2 separate regions of the Bombyx mori genome follow, and region 2 is linked to region 1. The links are chromatin contacts, called in public Hi-C maps. All regions are on one chromosome and are shown on one strand. Each heading gives the region's core, a stretch centred on a gene start, on an enhancer-like site or on the middle of the called end of the contact. The rest is flanking DNA. Distances are from core to core; before and after follow the strand shown. Region 1 holds the start of LOC119629350. Region 2 overlaps LOC119629350.

Evidence for each region. A called contact is a pair of places that touch in the nucleus more often than the background predicts.
Region 2: a contact with region 1 is called in a Hi-C map of whole pupa, with 2.4 times the contacts expected there. The contact joins the enhancer-like site here to the promoter of LOC119629350 in region 1. A contact is called at or near these places in 4 of 7 Hi-C or Micro-C datasets (midgut and whole pupa).

Annotation. Positions count from the first base shown.
Region 1 is chr13:2,684,994-2,688,310 of ASM3026992v2, reverse strand. LOC119629350 reads right to left here and starts at 1,383. Exons shown (of 6, transcript XM_038014888.2): 1 at 1,029-1,383. The coding sequence starts at 1,339.
Region 2 is chr13:2,906,238-2,909,336 of ASM3026992v2, reverse strand. LOC119629350 reads right to left here. Exons shown (of 6, transcript XM_038014888.2): 6 at 1-2,702. The coding sequence ends at 2,291. Among protein-coding and RNA genes, the nearest start is that of LOC110385519, 32 kb to the left of the region's middle. Within about 2 kb of position 1,811, at least 6 of the 8 cell types and tissues checked have open chromatin away from gene starts, as enhancers often do.

The sequences.
Region 1 (3,317 bases), core at 134-2,633:
TTACTGTGATAGACTACATTTTCTATGTTCTGAAATGTTGAAATAAACCAACAATCAGTGAGGAAATAACATGGTATCATACTTCCTGTCTGATACCTTTGATACTCAATTAATGTGTGAGAATGTGTATTTCAATTAGTAATTATATACAATTTTATCGTAAACTCTAATGTTCAAAACAGAAAATTTTACTCTGCTGTTTTGTTATCTAATAACCTTCAAATTTGCGTAAGCACTAAGCCCTTGATATCATCTGAACATGTGGAAAGACAAAGAGATTAAATTTTTTATCATATCTTGCCACATAGTTTGTGCCGCATTTTGATAATGACCAACATTCAGCCTGATATTAAAACCGAGTCAAGTTCAATATCTTTTCTGACGTAGGCTGTTCAGCATTAGGAATATAGCAACTTACTTTATATTTCTTGGTCTTATTCCAAGTGTTTTTCTAATTAGTTTCACTTTCGTATTGTCAGTTGCCTTGGCATTTGAAACGTGAGAAATAGTTCTTGAACTTGTACGCTTGTTAAATAATACGCAAATATATAAACAAGTAATGAGTGAAGTCTACAGGCATGTTTATTATTAGTATTATCTGCCGTCTAGTCGCTAATTAAAAGCCAAGGTTAGATTTTTAGCGGCTAGGTATTTAGCGACTGTTGTGGAGTGTGTTACGCAAATGTCGTAGCTGACCGTCATATAACGTGTAAAGTTATCTCACGCATCAAGTAGGTATATCTAAAGAATACCAAATAATTTTACGACGGTCCCGCTCGATTATCTAAACGATTCAAACCGCGCTCGCTTCACAAACGTATCACCGTACTATTCGCCATTTGTCGGAGGGCATTCAACCGCACAGAGACGCCTTAGCAACTCCATTTTTTCGCGATGACCATGACATCGAAATTAAACAGCCTCCGGTCACTAGAGCATTGACTCTTTGTAACAGCACACTTGCAAACAATCACGCGCCACCTAGGGTGACCTAGGTATTCTTATAACAGAAAGTGGTATTGACTCACCTGTCAGAAGATTCCGAGCTGTCGTATCTGTCGATGCATCTCTTCTTCCTGTCATCAACTTCGCTTTCATCGGACGGTTTTCGGTAATCGGTAACAACAGTCGTACCATCCTCAGCCACGCCGTGTCTATCACTTTTATCACACGATTCACTCGTTTTTCGTTTTTTAAAGTATGATAACTTAACGCTCTCGTCGTCGAACACAATGTCACTACACTTTTTTGAGTCACGGTGTCCTTTATCGGTCGCGGTAAAAGTTAAATTGTTCATTTGTTTAAGACCGGCGCGATCCTCAGGCGACCCATCCGCCATCTTTGAGCGCGCGAGTGTTTTGTCGCGAGCTTCGGTACGAAGCCGCTATCGGTCGTCGCGCTGTAGTCGCGAGGGGAGCGCGGGAAGCAGGCGGGCCGGTGACGTCACAGCGACTGCGCGACCGCGGGGGCAGATCACGGTGACGTAACGACTCCGCCCCGTGCAAATGCAGGGCCGCTGTCATTGGCCGCGTGTTACGCAACGCACGAGCCTACTCAAATAAGCGCTCGGAAGGGAGCGTAGGACTCGCGTCGAAGGGACGGGCCCATCCCAGCCCTAACGCAACAAATAATGCAGCATAATGAGCTACATGCACACATTGACGCTGAACTAGCGCACACATAGGTACCACTGGTCACTCGAAACAAGTGTACCGAAATTAATGATCACTGATCAGTTACATTCTCCACGGAAACTTTACGTTTCACGGACTCTAATTAATATGACTGGAACATGGATTTTAAGTTAATAGGCTGCATGACCTACGTACAGAGGTTAAACATACTTATCTAAATATGTATAGTTAATTAAATAAAATTTGAAAACTACTTGTTTCCGAATGTGTTAATTAAATAAAATTTTATAACTACTTGTTTCCAAATGTCGGTAACTAAGAGTTCTAGTATTGATCTTTTGAATACTTGTTTAAGCACACATCAAATAGAATTAATACCCTACTATTATTTAATACACATCCCCCATTCTATAGAGTATTGATTTGCCTAATTTTTCTTGGGACGATGGCATTGTTGACGTCCATGAGCGACGGCGACCACTTACGATCAGATAGACCGTATGCTTGCCTCCCTACAAATTTTATAAAAATGTTTTTTTACAGTGCGTAACTGCAACTTCTAAAATTTTATTTTTATTTTAATCACGTGGTATCGAATGTTGATAGTTTTGATAGTTTTCTCAGCAACTACCTACATAAATGCCAAAATAAAAAAAATCCCTTAAATGATTTTGAGGATTATGACAAAACTATACATACAGCCTAAACTCAGTCTCAAATCATTAAATGTCAAAACCTGGTAGTGTCTCTTTCACGCTCTGGGCCTCTCTCCTCCGTGCGTACGTGACGAGAAGTATAATAATAAAATACATATGTATAAGATGGGATACGGCCTAGAATTTCAATTGGGAAACGTAAAAGTCTAGTGTATGTTTGGTCAGAAGCATACCTAGCAAAAATAAGTTGTTATAAAATGTCACAGTACACCATTTAAAAAAATGTTTTCATGTTTATGTTTAGAACATAGAGTTAGTATATTTTTGTAGGTACTTATTAACTCTATGGTTTAGAATTAATTTAACTTTTTGAGGCGAAGACATTACAAACGCAAAATACATACCTAGATATAAAAAAATGGTTGGTTTTATTAAGAAACTAGACTATTCAACTTTTCATTATGCTATTAATTATGTTAATCACATCTATTAGGAACATAATGTGTGTAATAAATGTGAGTTCGAAGTAAATATTTTATTTACCTACGTAAAATTTTTTACGGATTTTAAGTGATCCTTTTGACTGGCTTAATTAATTAAAAGATAATTGTATAATTATTATCTTCATACTGTTCATATTAAATTGTAGGGGGCCAATAAAGATAAAGTGGTTGTAAAATTTACAATTAAAAATTACTATTTTTGTCGTTAAGTATGTAACTAAAATAATCCTGCAATGAAAATAAGTAAGTAGCCATTAAGTGGGTTCATATTTTTCAGTTTTTTTTTAATATTTTTATTAACATTATTTTTAAAAAAAATGAAGCCAAAAAATAATTAAACAAAAATTTACACGTGAAATGAACACGAAAAAAAAAGCATCTTAAAAACTTCAGCGATCTAGTGTTTACCTTGGTTCTTGGCTCATCATTTTTGTAAGTGCATACCGCCATCTAGTGATATAGTGATAATTCATTCATTCACAAAACAAAACTGATAGAGCTTTGCCTAGTCACATATTGCGTTC
Region 2 (3,099 bases), core at 562-3,061, 220 kb before region 1:
GTATCACATTTCGAATGTACTTGAAATATTAACAACACACGTTTCGCTTTGAATACATTTCTGTAAGTCGCAACGATTCATTTCTAAACCTTCGTATATCTATGATTTCGTCCGACGCGCCTTTTGAGTCCACGCGAGTAATTATTAATTAATATTGCTTTCGTTAACATTTTTGTGAGACGATACCGACACGGGTCACAGTAACCACGTGTCCCCCGTGTGCGCGTAGGGTGGGGTCGCAGGGGGGACGGACCCCCCTATTCGACCTCGACACGATTACTGTGATGCGATGTCGACAATTAAAGTTACATTGCAAAATATCGATTCCAATTTTGATATTCGATTTTTATTTTACAAAAAAAAACACACCCCTATATACATATACAGGTCGTGTTTTTGTATGTACGTATATTAGTGGTGGTAGAACAAGTGCCACCTTCATGTTGAATTTTGTCGCGAAGCATCGATGGGTGGTAATCAAATTGGAAGGCCCCAAGGCCAGAATTTTCTCTTGTGTTACGGAGACCGAATCTAACAATGATATCGACTCTGACCGGGAAGAAAATCAGAGACCCTAAAGACCTGAAGGTCATCAAGGCCTAAACTAACAAGGTAATCGATTTTGCGTTGCAATGTCTCTTCTTTCTGAAAATTCGATCATTAGAACAAATTCAAACTAATTGTTTCTGAGCCCCAGTTTTTTACTTCAATTCTAAACAATTTCCGTTCAAGTTACTTCGCAATCGTTGAGCGCGCAATGTAAACATTTTCCAATCAGCAGCGCCACCTATCGGTTTTCGGGAATCGTACATCGATAAACTTCTCCATGGATTTCGCTACAACACTATTTCTTTAAAACAACTACAAAACAAATCGAATATCAAAATCGTTTTAACCATTAGACCATAGACATACAAACAATTAGATGTCTCCGTGACATTCGTTACGAAAAATTACAAAATCTATATTTTTGTACGCCGCTGTGTATAATAAACTTATGACGATTAATATAATGTTTGTGCGCAGAATCGAACCGGTCAACACGTGTAAATTAATTAATTTCGCTTATCACAAATATTTGTTATTGCTAACGGTACATAATCCCGAGGCTCCGTGCGCGTTTCCACAGAGTCGAACGCGAACATCGACTATTAAAATTAAACATTTATTGTCGTATCGAGCTCCCCCGGCGCTCTGTGCCAAGTCGACGACTACATCTAAGTTCTACGTTACTTTAAAACTATCGGATTCTGTGAACACTTTCGGATCGTGAGGAAAAATTAGTCAGTCGACTCAGCGGAAACGCGCGAGAACTATGGACGTCACTAAACACAGCTCCGAGGCGGTTTCGTCATTACATGAAATAAAATTTACACACAGACAGAAAACGTCACCAAAATATTTTAAATAAACTTTCCGGAATATTAAGACGGGTTATACAACGTTTACAATGAAACATAATCGAATCCGGCGTGCGGGTCTCGACGCGCAATGAACACGTAACTATCGACATGTGCTCAGTCAGGCACTTGGTGAACCATGAATACGCGCGCTTACAACCGAAACGACTTCGTCGCTGAGCGTTCGTGACCACGACGATGGACATCTAAACTTGGCACCTCAAGCGGGGCTGACGAGTCACCTCAACCATCGCGCCGAACACAACGCAAGTAATAGAAAGCCAAATTAATAATTACCTTTACATTAACACTAAAACTATTTACAAATCTGGCAGTGATTCGTATCGCTGGTCGTCACTTACTTAAGCTAACCTATATATTCAGACTACCTGGCCACTCCCCGGGCGGGGCGCGGACCACTACATCGTCTATGTACAACGGGCCTGCACCCGTCCGTACGTTTCCAACTAACTATGTACACACGTTTGATCGCGGCGCCCTCGTCGCGGCGCTAAGGCTCGAACCTTGAACCGTTCAAATATCAATATAAAAAAGTAAGCATCAGTCTTGTGAATAATTTACGTCTGCTCCGCGCGAGCAGCTTACGTACCTCTACGGGTTCTCGAACAATCTTTGGCGATAATTTTCCTACGGGGACGCGTGGTCCGCCCGGCGCGCGGTCTACATTAGTACTACCTAACTAGCTGTGGAGCGAGCGACGCAGAGTCCGCGTCCAGCGTCCTACCGACACACGTGCAGAGGTACGGTCTGCACAAAACGAAACTCTAGCGTCTTACGTACCAAATAATATTAACTAAACGATGAACATCGATCCTCCGCGTCGCTCACTAACAATTCGAACCTAGAGTCCGGGCGACGCGAGTCGTGGATTATCGTCCGCTCGGCCAGAAGGCGTTCCCGCCGTACCGCCGGCCGAGCTTCCGTTTCTTCGCGCCGGTCACTTCGACTTTCTCCTTCTCTTCTTCTTTGTACAGCATGGGAAGGTTGGTGGCGCTGCATTCGTTCCGCATCTCGGCGTTCCTTCTCTGCTTCGCGATGAGGTTGTTGAGGAGGCGCGAGGAGGTGCAGTGTCTGGCGGGGAGCGTGCGCGAGGGGAGGGGAGGGGCGGGCGGCAGCGGGCGGCGCGCGGGCGTCCGGGGAGGGGGAGGGGGAGACGTCGCCTTCTTGTACGACGAGCAGAACTGTTCGTACAGCATCACCTTCGTGTGAACCGGCAGCTGGGAGATCTCGACGCGCTTTATCCTCTCGACGTCCTTCTCCGGCACCCACTCGTCTTCTAGCCTGCAATCAAAGGACTTGTTTGAAATCGCCGTTGACAATATCGCCACACAGAGGAAACTGCAAACACACATTGTAATTGGCATCTTTATATTTTAATTCACAGCATGTGTATGTTTTGCATCTGGATCTGAAATATAATAAAATACGTCTATTCATCTTAATCGTTGTGTTTGCAGCGTAACAATGGGTTGCTATCCCATTTCAACGAAAAAAAAATAATCGAAAGGCGTGCAGTACTACGACAAAGCTCTGAAATAAAATACTCTAGAACATTCGGCACGGCATAAGAAGGAAAGTTCTAAGAAAATTCGGATTTAATGAGAAAGACACATACAAATGAACAATGAATACAAAGAACACATTTTAGGGGACTCGCAACCCAGAATTGCTAGCACCT